Linked DNA regions of Mus musculus: regions 1 and 3 are each linked to region 2. The links are chromatin contacts, called in public HiChIP or PLAC-seq maps. All regions are on one chromosome and are shown on one strand. The core of a region is the stretch at or near the end of the contact, and the rest is flanking DNA. Distances in the headings are between cores, read along the strand shown.

Region 1 (4,232 bases), core at 731-3,230, 710 kb before region 2:
GGGCAGCCTGAAGGCAAGGCAGGATGTGTGGGTGCCCCAACTCTGGTACTAAATACGGGCTGCTCATTGATATGCAAACAGCCTGGAGAGGCCTTGAGCAGGCCTGATTGCCTGGCAACAAGGCCTTTTCTCTTCTCCCTCCCCACTCACCTCCCCCACCTGCTGTCTTTTTTTTTTTTTTTTAAATCATCTCTCTGCTTCCCCTTTTATAGACATTTGAGGGGTCCATGTTGTTATTTGGGCTGAATAGGAATTTGTGGATAACACGGGTCTTTGTTGTGTCATTTGCATGAGACCACGCCTTCAGCCTTCTGCCCTAGGGCTAGAAGAGATGTCTTTCATAGATAAGGTGAGCACAGGTGGCTATCACATAACATAGAATAGGGTTGAGATTCCGGGCTCCCTAAATTTGACAAATCGGATGCAAAGTGATGGAGTGACTGGAGTAGTCAGAGTATACCACAGAGCGTGAGGGCCTGGGGCGTGTGAGCTAGCATTGCTTTCCTGGGCAAGGTCTCTGGAACTCACCTTAGCATATGCCCAGTAGGGACAAGGGGGTGGCAGGTTGACAGCCCCTTGAGTAGGTAGGGAGCTTGAGGTGGAGAAAACAAAGAAGTGGTGTGAGTGGTGTGTGTGTGTGTGTGTGTGTGTTTGTGTTAAGGCTGCATCTCTGGCCCTTAGTAGGTCAGTCGCCCTCCCCCGGGAAGCTGCAGAAGGGTTGGGAAGAGTGCCCCAGGGAAGGTTGACCTTGGGGCTAAGCCCATTCCTATCACCAGTTCCTCCCTCCCTGGAGTTGCAGATTTGCTGACATTTCAGATGCATGCCCTGTGACACCCATTCTTGTGTCAAGCACAGGAGGAACAAGGGAGAATACCAGATGCCCCCCAGGATTCCCAGGACAGGATATCTATTTTATTTACATTTGTTTATTTGTTTGTGTGTTTATGTATTGTGTGTGTGCACACACATGTCATAGTGTGCATGTGGGAGTCAGAGGACAACTTGTGGGTATTAATTCTCTCTTTCTATCCTGGGGAAGGAGCTAAGGTAGTCAGGCTCGACAGCAAATGCAAGGTCATCTCACCAGCTCTGCAAGGAACTTTGCTGTGTGGCTTCTTTTGAGTCCTGCGGTAGCCCTAACAGGTGTTATCAATCCCATTTCTCATTGGGGGAGATTGAGATGGAGAGATTGAGCCAACATTATGACTTGCTGGAAGGCCAGCCTGCAGGACCCTGTGGACTACTGTGTTTGGATACTACCACAGCATCCAGAAAATGCAGGTGGCCAGGTGTGAGGACCCAGAGGACCCATGATGGTCCCAACAGCTGTATTTACTGCAGGCTCAGCCTGCCACACAGGTTTCTTGCTCATGGCCCCAGCCATCTTTGGACCTGGGTGCTAACTATGTTCCTAGCATACAGACGAGGTCACAGACAATTTAAGTTCAGATCCCATAGCTAGAGGGTGGTGGAGCCTGGAATCAAATTTAGGCCACCCAGCTTCAGTATCAGTGTGCTTAACTACCACAATGTGACAAATCCTGAAGACCTTAGATCCCAAGCTGCCAGTTCTGGAGACTTTCCTGTGGACCCTGTCTGAGTGGTTGTGTGTGTGTGTACTGTGTAGTCCCAGCTACTCTGTCTTTGTAAGTAAGTCAGAAGTCCTATTTAGCTTATGACCCTTGTCTTTGCAGTTCTGGAGAAGAAACTGCCTGGCTGAACTGAACTCCTGGAAGGAGATGGGGAGTGGGGGTCAGTCTCAGACAGCCCCTCAGCTTGGGTCCTATCGTTCTCCTGGGCCAGGCTGCTCCTCCTATTAAGATAGGTGCAGTCCATGGGTTTGCAGCCTGTCACAGCTGGAGCACTTCCTGAGTGTTTCTTCCAGCTCTTTCATGTTCAGAGGAGGAAACTGAGCCCAGGAAATCAGTTGCCTAGTATTACAGAGAACCGGGCCTGGCATGGCCCTTCAGGGTCTGGCAGCTGGCCCAGATGCCATTCTCCTTGTGACAGTCCAAATAAGGGTGGAACTGGGCAAGGAAAGGCACACAGTCTCCTTTCCAGAAAGGCAATGTGCCAGGCTGGCTGAGCTGTCTTCCTTGTGTGGGAGAGAGTGGCCTTTTGAGTATGCTACCCTGGAATAGGTCTCATAGGGTGATCCTGACCCCGTCTTCACTAGATGAGGTGTATCCTCTTCTCTTCTGTATCCTGGGAGGGTCAGGCTGGACTATCTTCAGAAAGACCCGGGACAGGCACCTCCAATGTAGAAACACCCTACTCCTTCCCAGTCTCTCTTGGATGACCTTGGCCTTTCTTGACATCCTCACAGTGAGGCTCCACCCAGGATGTGAGCAGCAGACTTATCTCCCAAGAGAAAGCATTGTTCCTGGGGTTGATTCAGGCCCAAGAGAAGCCATTTGTTTGGGAATCTGGCCCCAGGATCTGGGTGGTAACGCCAAGCTTTGATCTGTGGCCTTTGGCAGCAGAGCCAACTTGAGATGGGACAGAACCATCCTTAGAATAGGAATGGCCTTTTATTCACATCCTCTGCTGATGGAAAAGACATTTCTTCTGTTAAGGACCTATGGGGAGGAGCCAGCTGGGGATCAGAACTAAAGAACAAGCATGTACCTTGTCACCCTCTAAAACTGAGGGCCCCAAGTCAGGGTCCTGGAAGGTTATGGCCCAACTGCAGAGCCAGGAGGCTGCTTTTCCTGGCATCCTGATATAGCATCTGGTGGTGTTTGGGGGACCTTAGGGATCTGAGCCTGTCTGGGAGAGCCCCCCCCCCAAAAGATGAAAACCTAGGTTTTCTAAGTTTGCTAGAAGTCAACTGAGTCCAGGCACCACCCTTCAAGATCCCAGTTTTCTGTCCCTAGATAAAAAGGGCCAATGGACTTCCAAGGTTTCCTTCATCTGGAAGTCTCAGCAGAACGTAAACTACACCTGGAATGACATAAAAGTCGTCTGGGGAGGTATGTGGCACTGGTTATTTCTGGCTGTATTCATGAACACATGTAGAAGCCACGACCATAGTAGTAATTCACAGTTCACAAGAGGAGGGGACATGGTAAGCCATGCCACACCAGGCCACTGGGAGTGGAGCAGAGAGTGTGCGATGAACCTTTGCTGTGGTTTGTGGGGAAAGGGGTGGATGAGGCAGGGTAGGGGCTGCACAGGTTTAGGGATGGATAGCTTGATGAGCTTTGGTGGGCTCTGGGCTGTAGAGAGATCTGATATTTTTGGTTGCTGGTCCTGAGGATCCTGCTCTGGACTACAAGGCAGAGAAAAAAGGGAAGCATAGGTTGTGGATTCCAGATGAGCTGAAAAGTAAATAGTAAGTTGTTAACTCTTTTGGAGAACTAGTTAACCTGGCTGCCTTCACATCCCAAGATCCATTAGTCTGCAAGCTGTCAAAACATGTAAAAACAAAAACCAAAGCAATGGGGTACAGCAGGGGCCAGTTCAGGGTGCTACTGTGTGAGCTAAGGAAAAGCAGCCTTATAGGCAAGCACTTCAAGGTACAAAGCTTAGATTTAGCCCTTCCTCGTCTCTGTCCAGACATCTCAGCAAGCGGCAGTGGAAAACAGGCTGGATTTAGCAAATCAAAACACAGGATGACCTATTAACCTTGAACTTCAGATGAACAATGCACAATTTGTTAGCATGTACGTGGTCCGTGCAACACTTGGCAGGAACATTAACTTTCTGTATTTTCTGAAGCAAGTCTTGATTCATCCAGGCTGTTTAACACAACCACAGAAGTTCATTTTTTTTTTTTTCATAGTCCCTGAGGGTAAGAAGCCCAAGACCAGGGCAGACTGACCCAGTGTATGGCAAGGGTCAGATGCCTTTTTGTTAGTGGCTGTCCTCTTCCATCTTCACATGGTGAAAAGGACAGGGGACTTTCTTAGGCCTCTTTTATTTTATTTAAAATTTTTTTCCAAATAGATTTTTTATTAGATATTTTCTTTATTTACATTTCAAATGCTATCCCAAAAGTTCCCTATACCCACCCCCTGTCCTGCTCCCCTACCCACCCACTCCTACTTCTTGGGCCTGGTGTTCCCCTGTACTAGGGCATATAAAGTTTGCAAGACCAAGGGGCCTCTTTTTCCAATGATGACCGACTAGGCCATCTTCTGCTACATATGCAGCTAGAGACACGAGCTCTGGGGGTACTGGGTAGTTCATATTGTTGTTCCACCTATAGGGTTGCAGACCCCTTCAGTTCC
Region 2 (4,035 bases), core at 1,313-3,812:
GGTGAGAATCAACTGGATGCTGTTAATCAAGAGGGCAACTGACAGAAGCTTGACAGGGTGACTGTTGATAGAGCAGCATCTCAGACAGCTCTTGGGCTTTCCTGAGACCCTGGTGACTTCCTGGAGGGGATGGATCACTGGGTTCGTTCTCTGTAGATCTTTGTTTTGTGTTATTCGTAAACCATAGTGTCCAAGATAGGAAAATGGGCGCTTTTGCCAGTTCTTGCAAAAATCTATCTGCACAAAAGACTAAAGTACAAGATAAAAATAAGCCTCTTATTAGATAAGTTTATTTTCCTATATATCTGCCTTGACTTTACTCAAAAGAGTGTCCATGTTAGTTGTCCACCTTGTATACTCCTTCTTTCCCACTTTAGCATCTGCTTCTTCTAGTTCCTACAACCTACTTTTCTCTAGCTCCAAGCTTGCCAATACTAATAGCAAGTATTAATAGCTCAGCAGATCAAGGGCCATCTGTGGCTAAGATGTACTCTCTTGAGATGACATTTTTTTTTGTCACTTGTGGGTGTAACATATTTGTGTAGAAAATTTCTGTTTGTTATTACTACTTGTGTAAACCAGAACTCAGATATGTCTGAACAGAAGGCATGATTTACTGGACATAGAAACACTCAGATACAGTGTCTACAGATACTGCCCCAGTCTTGGAAAGGCAGCATGGAGTTCCACAGTATAGAATTTACAGAAGGACACCAGGTCAAGTCTCAAGTCAGCCATTTCCTAGATTCTGTTATATTGTCTATACCAACTCAAGCAAACTCCATTATTTGTTTCAGTTAGGACCTAAAGATAATTCTCTGCCAGTTTTCTGAGTACACATTTTGTAGATATGGGTTGGTTTTTTCCTGTTTCCTGATATCTGTCAATGACTGTTGGATAAAAACACAACTTTCTAGGGGAGAGGGAGGAAAAGTCTTTTTCTTACCATCAGTATCACAATGGCAATGTTTCACTTTGGAGAAAGGGCAAAGGCAACTATGTGTAATGCCAATTCTAAATGGCCTGGGTTCTTTATATTTAAGATTTCTTTCTTGTGAGATAACTTGTTTCATATTCAGAAACTCTCTTAAAGAAAGCATAGGATGAAATGTTTCGCTGGCCATGACTTTCCTGTGAGTGTCTATAACACTTTGTCATTGAACCAAGGGAGTTTCATATCTTTTGCCAGCAGTTAACCTGTAAAATAATTCTGTCCATTTTACTCTTTTTTTTTCTGTAAGATATACTTACTATGTAGCGTAGGCTTGCTTTAAGCTCATACTCCTCCTGCCTCAGCCGCTATGTACTGATTACAGGTGTGTATTGCCATGCTTGGTAATTTCTTAGTTCTTGTTCTTACCGTTGAGGGGAGTTGGGAGAATTTGAAGTGGACAAAGCACTAGGGCTGCAACACGTACCTGTCAGTGTGACCTTGGGGAAGTCATAATAAGCATGTGAAACTGTGTTTTTATCATGCATGGCAAGAAAATAATAGCACGTGCCTTAGCTGAAGGATCAAGCATAGCCATCCATGAGCAAATACCTTGAATACAAGGATTAAAAACATTCTATTAGAGAGGCAAACAGCAATGTTCCTAGCACTCTGCAAGGCAGTATGCTCTTTCCCGTCAGATTTGGAGGACCACGCTGGCTGCAGAGTGGGCTCTAATGAGGATTTCTCATTATTGCCATTTGGTTTGCTTCTTATTAAATTTAACAATAATGTCCAATTAATTCTGTGTCCATTAAAATTTGAAATAATGATTTCAAAGAACAAACATGAGTGGATTGCACGGGATACTTCAAAATTAAAGAGAGATGTGTGTGTGTGTGTGTGTGTGTGTGTGTGTGTGTGTGTGTGTGATTTAATTGCTTAGAGCTCCTAATGAGGAAAGATCATGAGACTATGCCAATCCGTAAGAGGGAACCGCCATTCAGCTCAAAGGGATGCACAGTGCTCAGAAGTTCAAAACATCCACATCTGAGGTCAAGTTGTGTGGCATGGCGTTAATAAAGTCATATTAAATAGAGATCAGAGAGGAGAAGGATTCTTGTGTGTGTGTTCTGTATGTGTGCATGTACGTGTATGTATATATATAGGTGTGTAGGGCATGTGGGCATGCCACCAGACAGTCATGAGCACTGGTGAGGTAGAGCATACTCAAATCCTGGGAATCTCAGAGATTCGAGTCCAAAGGAGTGGAGCTGCTTCGTCTGTGCCTGCTCAGAACCTCAGCCAATAGAAAGCATTTACCCTCCAAATCCCATCCCACTGCCCAAGGTTCATAGAATCGCTGTCCACATGGAATAAAGTGCACAAGTTATTTCACTGAGGAGCGTCTCAGAGTGGCTTGGAGGAGGGCTCTCTTGCCTGAAGCACTCATTGTTGAATCTTGGACCTGCTTGCCTGGCCAGGCTCCTGTTGCCCACAGAGGCTCACATCAGAGTGCTGGCTGATGCTATCACCATTGCTGCTGCAGCTGCAGGACTGAATGACCTGCCTCAAGCTGACTGCCCAAACTTCTTTATTCCTTTTGTAAGAGCTGTAACACTCCCACATTCCCAGCATTCCTGGGTTGGACTGGAGCCCTATGGAATCTATTCACCCAGGCTCTGACTCACTCTCCTTGGTCTGGCACACAGCAACATCTGACAACCTGAAGATATACGTTTTCCCATCCTGAAGAGACTGTGTGCTCTCCCATCCTAGATTTTGCCCACTACCTGCTGAGCCAGTGTATCAGTGGCATCCAGACATTGCCAGCAGAGAGGCAGAACATGGAACCACACAGGTATGCATGCATATTCATGTACATGCATGTAGGACTCAGAGGCCAACACTTAGAGGTTGGCAACAGTATCTTTCTTTGTCATTCTCGATCTTATTCTTTGAAACAGGATCCTCGCTGGATCCCATGTGGGCCTTTTCAGCTTGAGTGACTGACCTGCAAGATAGTATCATTTTGTCTCTGCCTCTCAGTGCTGAGTTTGTAGATGTGTGCATCTGTACCCAGCTTTTAAAGTGGGTGGATGACTACATTCAGGTTCTTGTACTGACTCAGAAGTATTTTATTGACTGGGCCACCTCCCCAGCCTTGTGGTTTGTTTTTGAAGACTCAAGCTTACCACTCAATGACTCATCCCATACACTGAGTATAGCTGACCAAACTATACTAATCCTCTTCCAGTCCATTCCTCAATATGTGCCTCTGTCCTACAGTAAAATAAAAGAATTAATGATTCATTTCATTTACTTCATAGTCAAGAATACAGTGCATACTTTTCCCTCCTCCTTGAAAATGAACACTGTAGCTGGAGCCCCCTGGCTTTTTGACTTGCTTCGCTTCTTATTGCCATTAATTATGTCTTTGCTCTACATTTTTTTTTCACATCAACAGAATTTTTTGATGATGGAGCTTACGAACTCTGGTTTGCTTGCCATGGTCCATAGGCACCGTGTGGCATTTGGGCTGTCATAGGCTCATTGTACTTCAGTTGAAGTTAAATTGTTTAAAAGAAAGGTTGCCAGGAGAGAGGGTACTCTTCTCACTCAAGGGAGGGGACTGCAATGTGCTGGCATAGAGAAGGCACTAGAGAAATACAAGGGAACCAGAGCATCACAGGAGTGCTGGCTTTGGCTGCAGTCCAAGTGGAATAATTGCATCCCATCTATGGAAAGCCCCCTGCAGTTCCAATCAGATTGGATACTCTGTTCAATTTCTTCCCTAAAGCCTTTGCATTGAGGAGCAGAGGCTACATGTAAGCAGTGGGCCACTGACCAGTAGATGCTTCATGTAAGGAGTGGGTCATTGACAAGCAGAGGCTGTGCTTAAGGACTAGATAAAGAGCCAGGGAGCTGAAGAAAGGATGTAGAACTTCAACAATTCTCTTCAGGTCCCTCCTTTTCCACCTCCAAAGTCTCACATCAGCCCTTGAAAAGAGAGAAGAAAACCAGGGTAAAGATTCTAGCAGAAAGCAACATTTTAGTTAAACAACCACATTCTTATAAGAGATGAGAGTATAGTTATCTGGTGA
Region 3 (4,172 bases), core at 1,568-4,067, 660 kb before region 2:
GGAAACACACCCGGTCTTCCCCATCTCCTCTCAGCTCTACAATGCATGGCAACCTTTTCTCAACTTAGCCCCATCTCAAGGGGGAAAAGAAGATGGCTACTACTCCCTGTAGTGTCCTTGTCTCTCCCGTAAAGCATGCCTTGCCTGGCCCCATCTCCCAACCCCTCTGCTCCACAAAAGCCTTTTCCACCCCTTTCCTGCCAGGCAGAGCTGGCTCCCAGGTTGCGGGTGTGTGAGGTTCTGAAGTGGCCCCTCTCAGCCTCAGCTTAGGCCGAGCAGCTGCTAAATGGTCCTCTGTGGCCTGTCTGCCCTCGCTCTTGGAATCACGCACCCCTTGCGTTTAGCTGTGTAGATCTGAAGATAACCCGACATGCTCTTAAATATTTCATCTCAGAGCATGAGCAGCATCCCAGCTGCCGACTCTGTCATCAGAGCTCCACAGCAGCTGCCAGGAGGCAGCCAAGGCCAGGCTGGAGCTCCTCTCTCGCCTGCCCAGGCCCTATCCACATGGACTTGGCAGAGATGCAACCCTAGGGGGCCAGGGAGGTGGAACAGGCAGGGAGACCCCGGGCTAGGCCTTCTGCTTTTCTGAGCCTCAGTTTCTCTCCGTAGTAACAATCCATGAGCCAGTCTGAACGAACTTTGAGAACTGCTGGGAGCTACTTTGCAATTATGAATGATTATCATGTATGTGAACAAACTGTTTTCCAACAGCCCCCTTCCCTGGAAAACGTGGCCAGAGGAAGGAGGTGACAAGGCCGAACTCTTAACTAAAATTGGGAAGTTTAAGGTGTCATTGAACAAGTCCCCACCTCTCTATATCTTCTGGCAGGTCTGCCCTTAATGGAGGAGTGGGGACCTCTTCAGGAAGGTTGTCCCAGTGACATTTGAATAAAAAATGGGAAACAAAAAGCAAGAATGAAAATTGTAAGAATAAGGACATGAAATGAAATCTTACTGGGATGTCCTGAGAACCAGGACTCCAAGGGGACCAGGGTTGAAGGCCTCTGGAACAAGGGTCTTTGCACACTGAAGTCATGGAGGACCAAACTTGAGACTCATTTTTAGGAGGGGGTCAGGACATATAGAGCTTTTCTGATCCTTTTGGAGGTCATCTCTGGAAGAAGGGTCTTTCAGTCTCTGTCACATTCTTTTCCAGACAGGCACTGCTGCAGCAGGCCTGGCCTCATTTACACTGTAGAATACCTAGGACCCTCATCTACTCCCGACGTACAGCCAAATACATGGGTTAGGTAGGACAATAATAGGTTGGTGGCAATATGATTTCCTAAGGTGGGGGACTTTTACCTGTCCCCTTTGGATGGGAAGAGGAGAGGGCAGAAGTAGATGGAGCCAGATGCAATGAAATCCAAAGGTGAGCCTCCCATGACAAGCTCTGTAGAAGGACTCTCCAGTAGCTGAACTGTTGGAGGTTCTCAGAGTCCTTATGCCATCCCTGCATACCTGTATGTAGGTGACTTACCCAGGACGGTGAGGCGTGCAGGGCGGGACCGGATGGCAGCCTGGATGGCCTGGCACTCATACACGGCATCATCCTGAAGCTCAGCCCTCAGGATCTTCAGGTGATGCTCTCCTGAGAGGTGGTTCCCCACCACCAGGTACTGGGGGTAACCTGGGGAAGAAGGCAGAGAAATGTAAGAGATCAAAATAGTCTGGTTGCCAGTTTCCAGAGGGCCATTCGGAGATGTTGTGACCTCTTAAGGCTTAAAAAGAAATCTCCCTTGCAAAAGCAATTATACATCTAGTGAACAGTGGCTCAGGCAGAGGTCTTCCTGGCTGAGTTCTTCCCTTCTGCCAAAGGCAAATCTTTCTGGAAGGTTGACTAGTGGGTCTGATTCCTGGCCTGGGTAGAGCTGAGCTCAGGTGGCCTTCTGATGACTCTAATACACTGGAAACGTTATGTCTATAGTACGACTTCCTCAGAGTAGCTTCCTTACTGGTTCCTTCCCTAATTCTCAGGGCCATTCACCCCCAACAACCCCAGTCTTTTGTTTCTTTCCTTTTTTTAAAAAAAAATCCCCTTCCTTCCTTCCTTCCTTTCTTCCTTCCTTCCTTCCTTCCTTCCTTCCTTCCTTCCTTCCTTCCTTCCTTCCTTCCTCCCTCCCTCCCTCCCTCCCTCCCTCCCTCCCTCTCTCTCTCTCTCTCTCCCTCTCCCTCCCCCTCTCCCTCTCCCTCCCCCCTCTTTCTTTTTTAACTTGTGTGTGTGTGTGTGTGTGTGTGTCTGTGTGTGTGTGTGTGTGTGTGTTTGCACTGGTGGTTCTAAGGCCTAAGGAAAATGTGGGAAGTCAGTGTTAGAGACAAAGCATAGGACATGCTGAGCAGGCAGGCATGGCTATGGGTATTGGCTCTAGGAAAATGCTATCCATATTCAGTGGTGTTTGCAATGCAGAGTGGGGATGAGGACAGGGAGGACAGGGTGTAAGGAGAGAGAGACAGAGAGGAGGGAGGGAGGGAGAGAGAGTCCAAGATTCACAAAGAAAAGAGAAAGCAAGAGAAAAACAGAAGGAAAAGGGACTAGGGATTTGTTTACTTGGAAGGGGTCAAGAGTGACTTCAGGAGAGGAGCTTTGTTCCAGGAATCTAAGAGTACAGGACATCTTGGAAAGCTGGGCACAAGGCACCATACCTGCCCATTTCTGGGCATTCCTGACTCCCACCCCCAGGCCCCAGGGCCTGATTAAGCACTTAGGAGGCACTCAGGACACTTAGGAATTTGGGGCCTCAGTGCATATACACTGGTGATGAATAATAGATAAGTAAAAGTTTGAAGGCGATGAATCATTCAGCAGCTGCTGCGGCCAGGAGGCTGAATGCAAACACTGACCGCAGCCCTGGCCATAGGCGGCCCCTTGCTCTCTCTGCGGTCTTGGGCTCTAAGCCTCTTCATTTGTCCTATCAGGATGTTATCCATCTACGCCCTCACCTGAGTTCTGCTCTCCCCATAGCCTTTGCGCTATGGGATTATGCATGGGCTCCTTCTTTTGGCTCTGTCCTGGTTGCTTTCTCTCTTCAGAGCCCATTCTGGATAAGCTAAGGGTGGATGAGAGACAGGACAGGGTGGCTGACTGTACCAGGACGCATCAGTGCCTGTCCTTGGTCACTGATGTGGGGATCCATGGTCTTTCAAAAGGCTTGGCAGCATGATCTGTGAGCTCTTCTACACCTGAGACCATACTGTTCTCATCATGACACTAAAGGACCTTGCTCACCACAGCTAAGCTGGGCCAACCAAAAATGATGCCAAGGATCAGATGCATCCAAGGAGGACACTGCCTACCCATCTCCCACTTACTTGCCTGCCTTCTGATGGGCAAAGGGACAAGCCCAAGCAAGCGAAGCAGGGTTGCCAACTGCTGCTGGCCTCTGTGCAGCTGTCCACCCTGCCCTCCAGCCCAGCTCCCATCCTGCTGTTCTGCAATTAGGTCTGTCCCCTGCAGGCATCTTGGATGGAACTGTGGAGTTTTTTGTTGTTGTTGTCTTACAAGCTATCAGCAGCAGGATTTCACTCTCATGAGCTGTGGAAAACATCAGTGATGGGTTTGTTTGTATTTGCCTAATTAGGCAGGGAGCTTCGATGCTATCTCCAGGACTGGCAGCTTCTGTGGAAAACACACACAGGAGCGCAGCTTCGGAGGAATCTGTAGCTCTGTCTATGGTACCCTTGCTTTGTAGTCTCAAAGGAGGCAAAGATTCAGGGCATCTAGGTACTAGTCACGGTGTGTAGGTCCAAACTCCCGCTTATCTCTTCCATGTTCTGGAAGCTTTAGCTCTGTTGGATCTCAGCTTCCTTATCAGCAAAGTGGGGGTCTCACAGGTGAAGATTTCAACAGGATAATCTATGTAAGCTGGCTTTGAACTTATGTCAGTTTTGCACTGACCTTCCCAAGTGCTAAAATTACAGGTATTGGCTACCATGTCACCCTATCCTATACATGCTAATTTAAATACAAATGATGTCAGAGTGAAGGAGATGGCTCACTGTAAGTGTGAGGATTCATGTTCTGATCCTTAGCACCCAAAAAGTTGGGTGTGGTGGTGCTGGGGCCAAGGAACAGAGATCAGTAGATCCCTGGGGCTTATTATCAGTCAGTCAGTCAGTCAGTCAGTCAGTCAGTCAGTCAGTCTGCCAGCCAGTCAGTCTGGCCAACTGGT

Evidence for each region. HiChIP or PLAC-seq counts read pairs in DNA pulled down with a chosen protein or histone mark.
Region 1: a contact with region 2 is called in a FOXA1 HiChIP or PLAC-seq map of pancreatic cancer cells. The contact joins two enhancer-like sites. A contact is called at or near these places in 1 of 484 Hi-C or Micro-C datasets (embryonic fibroblasts) and 2 of 115 datasets of contacts at active chromatin or transcription factors (pancreatic cancer cells and stem cell-derived neural progenitor cells).
Region 3: a contact with region 2 is called in a FOXA1 HiChIP or PLAC-seq map of pancreatic cancer cells. The contact joins two enhancer-like sites. A contact is called at or near these places in 2 of 115 datasets of contacts at active chromatin or transcription factors (astrocytes and pancreatic cancer cells).

What each region holds. Positions count from the first base shown.
Region 1 is chr9:34,991,794-34,996,025 of GRCm38.p6, reverse strand. The region is part of intron 5 of Kirrel3 (kirre like nephrin family adhesion molecule 3); the gene reads right to left. All of the region lies in intron 3 of Kirrel3os (a long non-coding RNA gene), which reads left to right. Among named protein-coding and RNA genes, the nearest start is that of Kirrel3os, 14 kb to the left of the region's middle. Within about 2 kb of position 1,980, at least 141 of the 459 cell types and tissues checked have an H3K27ac peak or open chromatin away from gene starts, as enhancers often do. A contact at or near this core is called in embryonic fibroblasts and pancreatic cancer cells, where this site is marked.
Region 2 is chr9:34,278,593-34,282,627 of GRCm38.p6, reverse strand. No RefSeq gene overlaps it. Among named protein-coding and RNA genes, the nearest start is that of Kirrel3, 210 kb to the left of the region's middle. Within about 2 kb of position 2,562, at least 97 of the 459 cell types and tissues checked have an H3K27ac peak or open chromatin away from gene starts, as enhancers often do. A contact at or near this core is called in embryonic fibroblasts and pancreatic cancer cells, where this site is marked.
Region 3 is chr9:34,941,831-34,946,002 of GRCm38.p6, reverse strand. Kirrel3 (kirre like nephrin family adhesion molecule 3) reads right to left here. Exons shown (of 17, transcript NM_001190911.1): 4 at 1,484-1,633. All of the region lies in intron 9 of Kirrel3os (a long non-coding RNA gene), which reads left to right. Among named protein-coding and RNA genes, the nearest start is that of Kirrel3os, 64 kb to the left of the region's middle. Within about 2 kb of position 2,817, at least 21 of the 459 cell types and tissues checked have an H3K27ac peak or open chromatin away from gene starts, as enhancers often do. A contact at or near this core is called in pancreatic cancer cells, where this site is marked.